2 separate regions of the Mus musculus genome follow, and region 1 is linked to region 2. The links are chromatin contacts, called in public HiChIP or PLAC-seq maps. All regions are on one chromosome and are shown on one strand. Each heading gives the region's core, a stretch centred on a gene start, on an enhancer-like site or on the middle of the called end of the contact. The rest is flanking DNA. Distances are from core to core; before and after follow the strand shown.

Region 1 (7,079 bases), core at 4,077-6,576, 760 kb before region 2:
ACTAGCAGTTCAGTTCAATAAATTAGCAGCTGTGTTCCAAACGCTGACACCATTGTATACACTAGCAAGATATTGCTGAAAGGACCCAGATATAGCTGTCTCTTGTGAGACTATGCCAGGGCCTAGCAAACACAGAAGTGGATGCTCACAGTCAGCTATTGAATGGACCACAGGGCCCCCAATGGAGGAACTAGAGAAAGCACCCAAGGAACTAAAGGGAACTGCAACCCTATAGGTGGAACAACAATATGAACTAAGCAGTACCCCGGAGCTCTTGTCTCTAGCTGCTTATGTATCAAAAGATGGCCTAGTCGGCCATCACTGCAAGGAGAGGCCCATTGGACTTGCAAACTTTATATGCCCCAGTACAGGGGAATGCCAGGGCCAAAAAGGGGGAGTGGGTGGGTAGGGGAGTAGGGGGGGTATGGGGGACTTTTGGTATAGCATTGGAAATGTAAATGAGCTAAATACCTAATAAAAAATGGAAAAAAAATTAGCAGCTGTGGCACAACCTAGCGGACAGCCAGGCCTCAGCTGAACTGGCTCCGGTCAGCAGGGTCTATTAGGACCAGCAGGACACCAGAAGTCCTTTGCTGTGCCTCTCTCAACAAAGTGAAGATCAAGGAAGACAAAGACTAAGAAGTGTTGCAAAGTTAGCTATGCAAGCCCTGCCCCCATCACTGTCTGCTGGGTACTATTGATACCCCCAAACATCATGTGTTTTCCTGTGGGTCTTGCATCACCATGTGAGTCTGTCTTAGCAAAACTCCACATGAGTCTGAATCAGCTGACGTCACTCTGCCAATCAACCCAAGTCTGAGAAGTGGCAAGAAGCCACCAGAGCACCACCACAAGTTTCTTTGGTGTGTTTCTTTCTATGGGATCACTAAAAACGGAGCTCAGCAACGAAATATAAGGTGAACCAATACATGCTCGTTATTACAGAAGAATCCTTCATTATGTGTCCTTTCATATGCTTGCTTTAGCAAAACATCCTTTCACTTGTGTCTGCTTCAGAAAAACACTCCTTCACACTTCTGCAACAGCAAAACACCATCTGACACAACTGACTTTCCAAAGTAAGTTTCCACTTGAGAGCAGGCAGCCTCTGCCTCCGTGGCATCCCTGGCTCTAAGAAGAACTTGTAAGGATGTCAGCAGCTGAGTAAATGATGCCGTCTTTCGTAAAACACATTTGACCTACTGCTTTAGAGGAACTTAATAAAAGTATAAAAATCCTGGGTTTTAGAAGCCTCCCACTAGAAGCTTATGCATGCAAATTAGTATTTATGATACATAAATAGTACATTAAGTATTATGCATGCATAGCACAAATTAGTATTTACACTATATAAATAGCACATTAAGTATTGAATTTGAGTTGCAAATTTGGAAAGTCTTACACAAATGTGTGATTTGGATTTCTTTTACTTGGTGAATAAGATTTGCAAGTGATGAGAATTTTTTAGAGTCCAGGAGATTTTTTTTTTTTTTTTTTTTGTTTTTTGAGACAGGGTTTCTCTGTATAGCCCTGGCTATCCAGGAACTCACTTTGTAGACCAGGCTGGCCTCGAACTCAGAAATCTGCCTGCTGGGATCAAAGGTGTGCGCCACCATGCCTGGCTCAGAGTCCAGGAGATTTTGAGAGTTGGGGAACTGATACCCTGGCACACTTGCTTATAGAATAAAGGGGACAGTGGCAATTCTGGCAGATTTTCTATAGTTAAGTCAGTTGTAGCTAGTTTTGTTCTAGAATATCCCACAAACTTGAGTTCATGCTATTATATCCTTGGGCTTAAAAACAAAACAAAACAAAACAAAACAAAACAAAACAACTCTATGTTTTGTGTCTTACATGCGTTCTCGCGACTGGCCAGGAAGAACGCAACAAACCGGAATCTTCTGCGGCAAAAGCTTTATTGCTTACATCTTCAGGAGCAAGAGTGCAAGAGCAAGAGCTCTATTGCTTACATCTTCAGGAGCCAGAGAGCAAGAGCAAGAGCTCTATTGCTTACATCTTTAGGAGCCAGAGCGCAAGAGCGCAAGAGAGCAAGAGTGCAAGAGTGCAAGAGAGAGCAAGAAAGCAAGAAAAAGAACAAGAACAAGAAAGCAAGAGAGAGAGAATGGCGAAACCCCGTCCCTTTTAAGGAGAATTATCCTCCGCCTAGGACGTGTCACTCCCTGATTGGCTGCAGCCCATCGGCCGAGTTGTCGTCACGGGGAAGGCAGAGCACATGGAGTGGAGAACTACCCTTGGCACATGCGCAGATTATTTGTTTACCACTTAGAACACAGGATGTCAGCACCATCTTGCAATGGCGAATGTGAGGGCGGCTCCCCACATTTGTGGTTGTACTCAACAAAGTCCAAATACAAGGAAACCCGAATGGTCTGGGTATAGAAATAATTGAAACGGTTAAGCCTGGCTTCACAAAACAAAACTTGTTCTGTAACAAGGTAAAGTCAATGTCATGTGTTTTAGTGAAGTTTAATAAGTTCAGGCCAGCAACCCTATAATCCCCTTAAATATGCTAACAACTTTTCTTTTAATGAGTTTATCTTTGTTTCTGTGTACACATATGTCTGGGGGTGGGGTATACATGTGCACATGTTCCTGGGGTAGGTAGCATGCATGTGTGTATGAACATGTAGAAGTCAGAGATAAACAACAGTTGTGTTCCTCAGTCCTGCACCTTATCCCCTTCTTTGAGACAAGGCCTCTCACTGAACCTGAAGCTCACCTGTTTGGCTAGACTGCCTGGCCAAAAAGTTCAAGGGATCCTATATTTCCAGCACTGGGAACACAGGCATGGACATTGTTCCCCTGGCTTTTCCTTGGCTGCTGGGGATTAGAACTTGGGTCTTAATGCTTGCATGACAAGCACTTTACCCTGTAAGCTGTCTCCCTAATTCTCAGACACTTTAAATGTTGATTGTGGGTAAGCTGTTTTGACTGATGAACTTGCCAGTCTACCAACAAGCTGTCTCCAATAAGTAACTGTCGACAAACTTTTTCATGTAGTAAGCAATGCTCTTAAAATATGACAGAATGCATGTTTATGGTTGCTTGGGGTACCAGGAAATTCCTTAGGCTCCAAATAAGTTTTATGACCTGAAAAGACAGTAGTAGAAAAAGAAGAATGTTGGGGGTTGGTCTAGTGCTATTATATATACAAATGCTAAATTCTGGACCCCAAGATCTGGTTGCCCCAGACAAGCATATTCTCACATACATTGGCCTTTGTATTATAAACCTTGCTCCCCAATGTAAAGCTATTGGTTAAATAAAAGTGGCTACAACCAATGACTTGGGAGAATAGAGGTAGGCAGGGCTTTAGTTACCAGGCTGGCGGTCACAGGTAGGGACCGTGAGGAAGAGAGATAGAAGAGATAGAAGGAGAGATGAGAAGGAGGGAGGAGAGAGAAGACAGAGAACAGGAGGTCTCTGTTAGATAGGGTGGACCAGGAATACTCACCTGAGTGAAATGTCTTCCCGCCCTGAGAACAGATTGGTGGAGTAAGTACTTGAGGAGCTTAGCTGGAAGCAGCCAGTCTAGCATTAGAAAAATAGATTAGGGGTAATTAGCCCAGCAATGGTGCTAAAGCTGATAGATAAGTCTAGTAGGCCTCGGTCTCGATTATTGGGGGGGGGGGCTGGCCAGGTCATATTAATAACTACTAGAGTTAATAAAAAGTGTTTTAAAGAAACAGAAGAAGGCCCTGAGGAAGTGAATTACATGCCATTTTCTCCTGGAAAGACATCAAGTCGCTAGGATTTTTCTGTGAATACAGTTAAGGTTTGATTTGTGGTCCAAACGAAGACCAAAGGGATCTTCTTATGACTGTAAAGACAGTTCCAAGAGCAGAGGCCAAAACCAGATGTCTTTCACGGTGTGTACAGTGAAAGAGTTTTCAGAGGAGAAAGAGTTAAAAACAGTATGTCTCCAGACAGGGCAAGTGATTGGAACCTTCTTCAGAACTGAAACCAGAAAACCGGAACTGGGCAACTCAGCTTCCAGCAAATGTTGACTTTGCACAACAAAAAGTTGCCGTGTGCCCACTGTGTCTGGCTGTGTGTGAGTAATGAAGCTGTGTGCTTGACATGGGGCAGATGATGCATCGTGATTAACTAGGGACACCTTCCACCCTGACAGGGAGCAAGCTGATGATGTGGAAATGAGGCCAGTGACATGAAGTTATACTTTAAAAACATGTCTTGAATTGTCGCTTCTATTTTAAAGGGATAGAAGCAAAGGAAACTCAAGGCAGAAAGAACTGTACCAATATGAAGACATCTGGGTTCTTGAGGAATGTTGTGTCCAATCCCAGTTGGACTTCCTAGCTAAGAGTGCGATAGGCAAATGACTACAGTACTTACAGTACTCCAGCTCTTGGCACATAAGGAAGATATTGGAGGTTGCAGCTATTAGTTCGAGTCAGTGAAACGGCAAGTGTGCTGTCTGTGAGGAAGTCAACTGCTTCCTGTGAAATGACCAGGGCAGAAGCAGAGGCTGGCTGGGCCTCAGGATACAGAGGGGAAGCTGTTGTGTGCCTGTGTGTGGGACACAGTGGTGTCTGGAGGTGATGTTTACGAAGGTGCATGTACTTGCTGGTCTACCTCCTCCCCACCATGGTTGTGTGTTCCTCTTTTGGTTCCCCTTAGGGGCTGGGTAAGACTGAATTCGAAACAGAGGGCTGACATTTCTTCCTGATCCCTGTCAAAGTAAATTAAGGCTTCCAGCAATGATGTTCTAAAGGGGCAGGGATATACTCACATCAAAAGACCACCAGCTGCCTATGAGGGTGTCATCTGTGGCATGTGGTACATGTAGTAGAATATATTACTTAGACTCTGTTTGGGAGACCCTATTTCATGCTAGAACACTGAATTCTAGTCGTTAAGTTCTGTTATCTTGCTTTGTGGACTTTGAAATCCTGTTTTATTAACATAGCAAAACCCAGGATAGGAAAATGAGATTTACACAAGTGATGGAAAAAATGAAGAATTTACTAATAATCCCTGTAACGTGACCAACTGGTGGAGGTATTTATGTGAACTTTCAATGCTGTTTCAACAACTGCCTGTAATTGTCTAGCAAGGGAAGGCCCATAGAAGGCAGTGCCTGATAAACTAGTTACCTAGTTTTTGGACTGGACAGTGACATCTAGCAGTTTCCTTCCAGGAAGGAGACATACTCAGGAGACTCAAGGAGTAAACAAACCTCCCACATCCTGGGAAAGCTGAAACCAAGGTTCACCAGAGGGCCCCCACCCCTGCCAAGGATAAGGAAGCAGTGTGAAGAGCTGTTGGGGTTTGGCAATGGGGAGAGAGCAGAGTGCTCTGAGGAGCCTTTCTGACCAGTCTAGCTGCTTGTAGTTCCTGCAGAGAGCTCTGGGCTTGCAGCCTTGGCAGCTGTCATCGGAGCTATGGACTTCTCTGCCATGAAGTTCCTTAGCATCATCTCTGTTCCTGTGAGCATCTTATGCACACTCCTGGGAGGAATCCCAGCAAGCTGGCTGATTCCACGCTGGACTGTGGTGCCATTCTTTCTTTTATCTCTTATTGGAACTGTGCCCTTTCGAATGAGTGGGCATTTGTGTCACATCTTCACAGGAAAAAGAATCACACGACGGACACAAAGAAATGTGGCTGTGCCTTTCCTTCTCAAAGCTTTCTGTACTGACGGGTGTCTGAGCTCTGCCTACTTTGTTGTTGTTTTTTGTTTTGGTTTGTTTTTTTGAGACAGACACTCATGTATCCTAGGCTGGCTTCAAACTTAGTATGTAGGTGAAGATGACCTTGAATTTATAATCCTTCAGTCTCCATCTCCTAAATGATGAGATTCCAGGGGACCACCATGCTTCCCCTGTGCCATACTGGATACTGAATCCAGACTTCTTGTACCCTAGACCAGAACTCTACCAACTGAGCTACATACCCAGCTCAGTTATGATGATTTGAAGGATCCTTATTCTTTCCATTAATTATTTATTTACTTTATATCCTGATCACATCCCCCCTCTCCTCCAAGTCACCCCCTCACACACCCCTTTTCCCCATAGCTCTCTCCCTTTCTCATCTGAGAAGGGGGAGGTCCCCCTGGATACCAATCTACCCTGGCACCTCAAGCCATTGAAGGACCAGGCACATCCTTTCCCACTGAGGCCAGACAAGGCAGCCCAGTTAGGGGAATGGGATCCACAGGCAATCAGCAGAATCAGGGTAGGCCTTGCTCCAGTACGAAGACCAAGCTGCACGTCTGCTACGTGTGTGTGTGTGTGTGAGTGTGTGTGTGTGTGTGTGTGTGTGTGTGTGTGTGTGTGTGTGTGTGTATGGGGGAGCTAAACCCAACTCATGCATGCTCTTTGGTTGGTAGTTCAGTCTTTGGGAGTTCCCAAGGGTCCAGGTTAGTTGACTGTTGGTCTTCCTGTGGAGTCCCTGTCCTCCAGGTCCCTCAATCCTTCACCCAACTCCTCCACAAGACTTTCTGAGCTCTGTTTAATGCTTAGCTGTGGGTCTCTGCATCTGTTTCAGTAAGTTGCTGAGTGGAGCCTCTCGAAGGACAATTATGCTAGGCTCCTGCCTGCAAGCCTAACAGAATATTATTAATAGAAATTGGTTCTCAGCCATGGGATGGGTCTCACTAGTTGAGGCTAGGCATTGGTTGAACATTTGCTCAGTCTCTGCTCCATCCTGGTCCCTGCACTTCTTGTAGGCAGGGCAAGGTTTTGTGGGTGGGTTGGTGCCCTTATCCTTCCACTGAGGAGTCTGCCTGGCTGCAGGAGGTGGTCACTTTAGCCGTCATATCCCCCAGTGCTAGGAGTTTCAGCTAGACTCACCCTCATAGACTCCCTGGTGAAGGCTCCTCATTTTTAAGGCCTGCATACACATTGTCATACTTGTAGGGCCCTGGATGCTGAAGACCTTTTCCCAAACCAGCCCTCAGGAAGGGATGAATGGTGGAGGGATTTTGCCAGTTCCACAAGCTGAGAAACAAAGTGCACAGCTGCTAAGGTGCACAAGAGCAATGTCTGTGATTGGGAGTGAATGCCCCAATGTCTCTTTTGACACCGCTGCTC
Region 2 (6,640 bases), core at 917-3,416:
CAACAAGTCAATTCTTGGAGTATTGCAAGCTTCATCCCACAAGGAATGGCACAGCATTTGCTGGTGCTTAGGAAACCCACTTTCTTGATACTGAATCTAAAGAGAATGATTGAAGTAATATAAATCAGAGAAAAAAATTTTAATTAACAAGGTAAAAATGACCATCCTTAGTAGTAGCTTGATGAATACTACTTTACCAGAGTAATAGTTGGCCTTCTGATAACTATTTTAACAAGTAGTAGTTGATTAGGTCAATGGAAGGAAGATATATTTTTAAATTAAGTCCTTTGTCTTGGAGGCCAGGGATATACTGGCTCTACCTGAAATAACTGCACATAACCCCTATAGAAGAAAAAATGATAACTGAGAGTGAGGATACTGTCTGCTGACTAGGCCAGGGAGAGGGAAAGCAGTAGCCACTTTCTTTGCCCAGGCATCTGACGTTTGTTATGCCAACTGACAAATAAACTTGGTTAATCAAGATCTTAGCATTTCAGCGAGCTGTTGGATTGCTGCTAGAAGCTTTGTTCCCTTGTCAGGAAGGGCCCTTCAAGCAATGCTGTAGACAAATAATGCTTGGGATCACTCCAGAAATCTGTTACTACTCTGTTGATTGACATATACAGTGTAAACCACTCTCTATGTTGCACAAAAGGCCAAGTATTCAAAATAAGTGATGTCTGAGGTCTCATCAGCAAGAATAATTAAAGCAAAGGAGAATGGCAGTCACTGCTGGTGAGACTGTCTGTAGACAGAATAGACCCCAAGGGATTTTTGTGGTCAAAAGTATACTAGTATTCTACAAAATAACCACTTTGTTCTAGATTGCTTTATTTGATGGCGTTATTACCGAGGACTGTGGTAATCATGCTGCTCACTTCTGCGGGAGGCAGTAGAAATATTTGAATCTGGCCATTTGCCAGAAGGAGCTGAGCTGTGTCATTAGGCTGTTGTTCCTTCTGACGGGATGTTATCAGCAGGTGATAGCAGGTACGCGTCATTACAGTCGTCATGCAACATTTCCCGAGACAAACAGATGGGGTGTGTCTTCTGTGGCAGTGCTGAGTGATCACGCTGTGATTGGAATCAGAGTGACTGCTATAAATCATAGCATACACTTTAATAGTTAAACAATTATCTCTAGTGGCAGCACTGGAAAATTGTTTTGTGATGATTTGCTGATTTTTATAATGAATTGTAACTGACATTTTATATGGATCTTTTTATCTAAATGCCACAAGGAATCAAAAGCAGATCCTTTATTTTAAGTGCATACCTGGGGATCTTTTGTGTTTATGACATATCTCTGGACTGGAGGGAGGTAGTTTATTTTTAACAGCCAATCTCCAAAGTTCAGGAAACAGCTTTCCATATCTATTTCTTCAATTAAAAGTAGCATATATGCACAATGCTTTCATATAAAGATAACATGGAGAAGGGATGAAAGAACACAAAAGTGACCACTATTAAAGTCAAGCCTAGCTAGACTATTTTGGTGCTGTAACCTACAAATAAACAAGATATGGATTGGCCTATGGATGGAAAGGAAATATATTTTTTGAGGAGCAAAGACTACAGAGCTTCTTCCCTGCCTCTTGCTTCACTTTCCAACATCGTGGCCTGATCCCTCTAACATCTTCTCCACTCTCATTCTTCTACCTCTGCAGTACCTATGTTATTTGAAATTTATCTCAAGCTCTCAACCTTTGAAAACCTCACCCTCCTGTTCTGCTTTGTGGCTTTGTCCAACTCCTCATGATCTTTGACCACTTTCTTCGAAATTTTAAGACCCTGTCCAGAGGTGTGTCATCTCAAGGAGACTATCATAATCTCAGGTACAAATGTATTGGCTCATGTTCTTAGATCTGATAAACAGTTTAAGTCTCAGTCACCCAATCACCAGTAGCAGTAAAAGAATCAAATATGAACATAAAATTATAATACAAATACAACAATAGTTTTGAGTCTTCTCTGTGTGCCATGGCCCATTTTACACAACTCACATGCCTGAGATGCTGAATTGCACAATCATCCTGTGAGGTAGATATTACTGCTTTCACAATGCCACGGGTGAAAGTATCTTGAGTTAGCTCACGCATGCTGTGGTATTGCTGGCTGGTGGCTAAGTCATGTTTCAAAATTGCATGTGCCTCAGCTTTTCAGCTTTGGAGTTGTGGTTGGCTCCTGTGAGGAAGTGGATTTCTGGTTTGTTCTCTTTTACTTCATTTACCCTCAGATGGTCACGTAGGGTTTGTGGCTACTGTGCACAGCTTGACAGCACAGCTCTGCATGTTTTTAAGGTGTGGATCACTAAGTTAGGAACAGGAAAACCAGACACAGAAAATACATTCATAGAAAGTAATGGTTGTTCACCATTTCTAGAGTTTTTGTTGTTGTTGTTTTTTGTTTTTCTTTTCCTAACAAAAACAAAGCAAAGGGTCTTAACTTGGTTACTGCATTAAGAGGGGTGGTAATTCAGTTAAACATATTTCTCATCTCCTTTGAATGAGACATGGTGTTTTCAGAGTGCTAAGTGACATGGTCATAGTCTTCTCAAGCACCACTTAGCCTAAATACCTTTATACAAGATAACATAGATATATTTCATAGTTGCTTGATTAATGAAAGCAACTAAACCTCCCCTGTCTAATACGTTTAACATTTGCTGTTATTTTCTCAAACTTAATGCTTGACTCCATAGATACATTCAAATTGCAATTTTAAACTTCAAAAGCTACAAGGTGTTTCCTATGCCTTTTATTTGGGAGGGGCACGTTGTCTATTCCCCCCTCCCATTTTAAATTTTATTACTTTCCCTAATTTTTACATAGGGGCAACTTTGTGACTATATTAATTATCTAGTCTTATACTGAGAGTCTTATGCCCATATTTCCTAATTAAAAGCAGGAACATTACAGTCCATGTAGCATGCTTTCTAGCTTCCTTCTGATTCTAACTGCCTCAAGCTGGACATGAGGAGATGGTAGAGGGCTAAGAGGCTGAATTTCTCCTGGACCAGCTAAGGATTGAAGAAGACTTTTGGATGGGGGGGCCTTGGTTAGGGCTGCTCCTCCAGAATAGGTGTGAGGTCTCTTTAACAATGCTTCTGCACTGGCCTATAGAGGGTGGCAGGCTGAATTTCTCACTTTCAATTCCGTTTCTTCATCTTATGGCTCATCAGATCTGAGTATGTTAGTTTCCTTTGTCTTGTTAGACTTTTTTTTTTTTTTGTCAACTCGACAGAAGCCAGGATCAACTGGGAAGAGAGAACCCCTGTTGAGAAAAAAATAATAAACAGGGGCTGAGACCTCCCATATCAATCATTAATCAAGAAGATGACCCTCTGTGGGTGGTGCCATCCCTGGGCAGCTAGTCTTAGTGATATAAAAAAGTCAGCTGATAAAGAGAACAGGGCAGTAAACAGTTTTCCTTCATAGCCTCTCTTTAGTTCCTGCCCTAAATTTTCTTCATAATGTATTATAGACTGAGGGCTGAATTAAACCCTTTCCAATCCAAGTTGCTCTTGCATATGGAATCTATCACAGCAATAGTAGCCACTCTAGGATATTAGTGAGAACACACAGGATTTTGTTGAGAAGCAAAGCCTTCAATAATTTTTTTTTCTTATTAGAGAATATTTCTATTTATTTATTTATTTATTTATTTATTTATTTATTTATTTATTTATTAGGTATTTTCCTCGTTTACATTTTCAATGCTATCCCAAAGGTCCCCCATACCCACCCCCCCAATCCCCTACCCACCCACTCCCCCTTTTTGGCCCTGGCATTCCTCTGTACTGGGGCATATAAAGTTTGCAAGTCCAATGGGCCTCTCTTTGCAGTGATGACCGACTAGGCCATCTTTTGATACATATGCAGCTAAAGACAAGAGCTCCTGGGTACTGGTTAGTTCATATTGTTGTTCCACCTATAGGGTTGCAGTTCCCTTTAGCTCCTTGGATAATTTCTCTAGCTCCTCCATAAGGGGCCGTGTGACCCATCCAATAGCTGACTGTGATCATCCACTTCTGTGTTTGCTAGGCCCCGGCATAGTCTCACAATAGAGAGCTATATCTGGGTCCTTTCAGCAAAATCTTGCTAGTGTATGCAATGGTGTCAGCATTTGGAAGCTGATTATGGGATGGATCCCTGCATATGGCAATCACTAGATGGTCCATCCTTTCGTCACAGCTCCAAATTTTGTCTCCGTAACTCCTTCTATGGGTGTTTTGTTCCCATTTCTAAGAAAGGGTAGAGTGTCCACACTTTGGTCTTAGTTCTTCTTGAATTTCATGCGTTTGGCAAGTTGTATCTTATATCTTGGGTATTCTAAGTTTCTGGGCTAATATCCACTTATCAGTGAGTACATATTGTGCGAGTTCCTTTGTGATTGGGTTACTTCACTCAGGATGATACCCTCCAGGTCCATCCATTTGCCTAGGAATTTCATAAATTCATTTTTTAATAGCTGAGTAGTATTCCATTGTGTAAATGTACCACATTTTCTGTATCCATTCCTCTGTTGAGGGGCATCTGGGTTCTTTCCAGCTTCTGGCTATTATAAATAAGGCTGCTATGAACATAGTGGAGGATGTTTCTTTCTTACTAGTTGGAACATCTTCTGGATATATGCCCAGGAGAGGTATTGCGGGATCCTCTGGTAGTACCATGTCCAATTTTCTGAGGAACCGCCAGACTGATTTCCAGAGTGGAAATTTTTATTTATTTTTATTGAAGCAAAGCCTTCAATAATTTTTTTCTGTTATTTTATTCCTTTCTACGGGCATATTTAAGGGAAAATCAATTTTCCTGGCTGGTGTTTCCTGGCTGGTGGGGATGTGTTATAATTTGTATGAGTCAGCTGTGGGTATCGTAACAGAGTTCTAGAGACTGAGTGGTTTAAACAGGGAGAGTTTGTTTTTTACAATTCTGAAGGCAGTGGATTTTAGGAATAAGAATCCAGCTGACTTGTGTTCTGGTGAGATGATTTTTCCTGCTCCAGAGATGGCTATCATTTTGCCATGTTCTTACACATCGTAGAGGAGAAAGGAAAGAAGAAGATGACAGGATGACAGGATGGGAAAGAGAAGGACAAGGAGAAGCTAGCATCCTGTTGAGCGCTAATCCTCTAGGAGGGATGTTGTTGAATTGTACCTCCAGTTTTTGCCTTTTCCTCTCCTCCCTGGCATTCACTCTTCCTTATGTGGACTAGAGATGAAGTCTTGGGGTGGGCTGCTGATATCAAATGCTAAGTTAGAGTTCTCCTCTCTGTGAGTTAGTCTTAGAGCTAATATGTAAACCCTCACTTGGGACTCACTTGGGAAGTTTAGGCAACACAATGCAGCTGCTTCTTTTTTATTCAAACTCCTAATATCCCAATAACGATCAGAAGAACTTATCTAACATAATATTAAAGCTATAAATATGATATCCTTCATATCATTAATCATTCTGTAATGTGCATGTTTCTTAATTATTTTAAAAGATAGAATATATTATTTTACTCTTGAAAAGCATAAAGTGTGTACTTCTGGAAAGCAAAATAGGAGGTAGGCTATTTTAAGCTTCTCTAACAGTGTAACTAGACCCCTTAAAAAGCAGATATACTTTGTAAATGATAAAACACACACACACACACACACACACACACACACACACACACACACACACACACACACACTCATTTCTAAGTACAGGAGTGGAAAATCTTAGAACAGATGTCTACAAGTAACTTCCATTATCTTGCTTAGATTTTGTAATTGTAATGAAGCCCACAGTTATCTTTGATGTCCTATTTGCTTTGATTTATTATGAGAGTTACAGTCAACATGGGTGTCAATTATATTGTGGGGAACTGACGACTTTAGGAATGTTTTAAAAAAAAAAAAACAATTCAGATCTAGTTTTTCAAGTTTTCTCCACACAAGTCTTTATCAGAATGACAGGTCCATATTTAACCATAACTTTGAGGAAAAGAGTCAGTATGAATTTTATCTCTTTAAGCCTTGCCTTTTACTCCTACAGAATCCACCTTGACACATGGCCCTCTGGCTCTTCAAAGCACTGCCTCTTCATGGTCCTTGCTGGTGAGGTCCTTAAGAACACAGAAACCCATGTCAGCAGATAACCAGCCTACAGGAGGCCAAGTAAGCAAACTTTAAGAATTGTATCATGCAACAATGTAATAATAATGCAATATAATGTGACAAACAATAAATAGGCCATGAAAAGCAAGGTGCTGTTGTTTACACTCAAGGTTTAAGAAAACGAGCATGTTATTGGAGAAGGAAATGCCAGCCTTTACAAGCATTTGAGAGGTCAGAGAGTATGGCACATAACATAGGTGGTTGTTTCCTTTTACCTGGAGTCAGATCAGAATATTTTAGGTCATCTTATTTAGAAGTTCTCTGTCCAGACTAGTTATCCTCTATCACGTGGGTTGATAGGAACCTTAGTCATTGATGAATATGAGTGTCCAGAGCTGAGTTTCATTTCCAAACCAGATGGTTCTGGCACCTATGTTGAATAAATTCTGTCCCTCACTTTCTGCTCTGTTCCTGGGTAATATGAAAGAATGGGATACTTCATGCTTCACTCAAAAGTAATTCTAAGATCCCTTTCTTCAGTGAATTTTTTTT

What was found. HiChIP or PLAC-seq counts read pairs in DNA pulled down with a chosen protein or histone mark.
Region 1: a contact with region 2 is called in an H3K27ac HiChIP or PLAC-seq map of microglia, with 5 times the contacts expected there. The contact joins two enhancer-like sites. A contact is called at or near these places in 1 of 484 Hi-C or Micro-C datasets (bone marrow-derived macrophages) and 1 of 115 datasets of contacts at active chromatin or transcription factors (microglia).

What each region holds. Positions count from the first base shown.
Region 1 is chr8:83,138,473-83,145,551 of GRCm38.p6, reverse strand. No RefSeq gene overlaps it. Among named protein-coding and RNA genes, the nearest start is that of Tbc1d9, 23 kb to the left of the region's middle. Within about 2 kb of position 5,326, at least 89 of the 459 cell types and tissues checked have an H3K27ac peak or open chromatin away from gene starts, as enhancers often do. A contact at or near this core is called in bone marrow-derived macrophages and microglia, where this site is marked.
Region 2 is chr8:82,379,002-82,385,641 of GRCm38.p6, reverse strand. It overlaps Il15 (interleukin 15), which reads left to right. Exons shown (of 8, transcript NM_001254747.1): 2 at 6,027-6,148. Among named protein-coding and RNA genes, the nearest start is that of Il15, 20 kb to the left of the region's middle. Within about 2 kb of position 2,166, at least 56 of the 459 cell types and tissues checked have an H3K27ac peak or open chromatin away from gene starts, as enhancers often do. A contact at or near this core is called in bone marrow-derived macrophages and microglia, where this site is marked.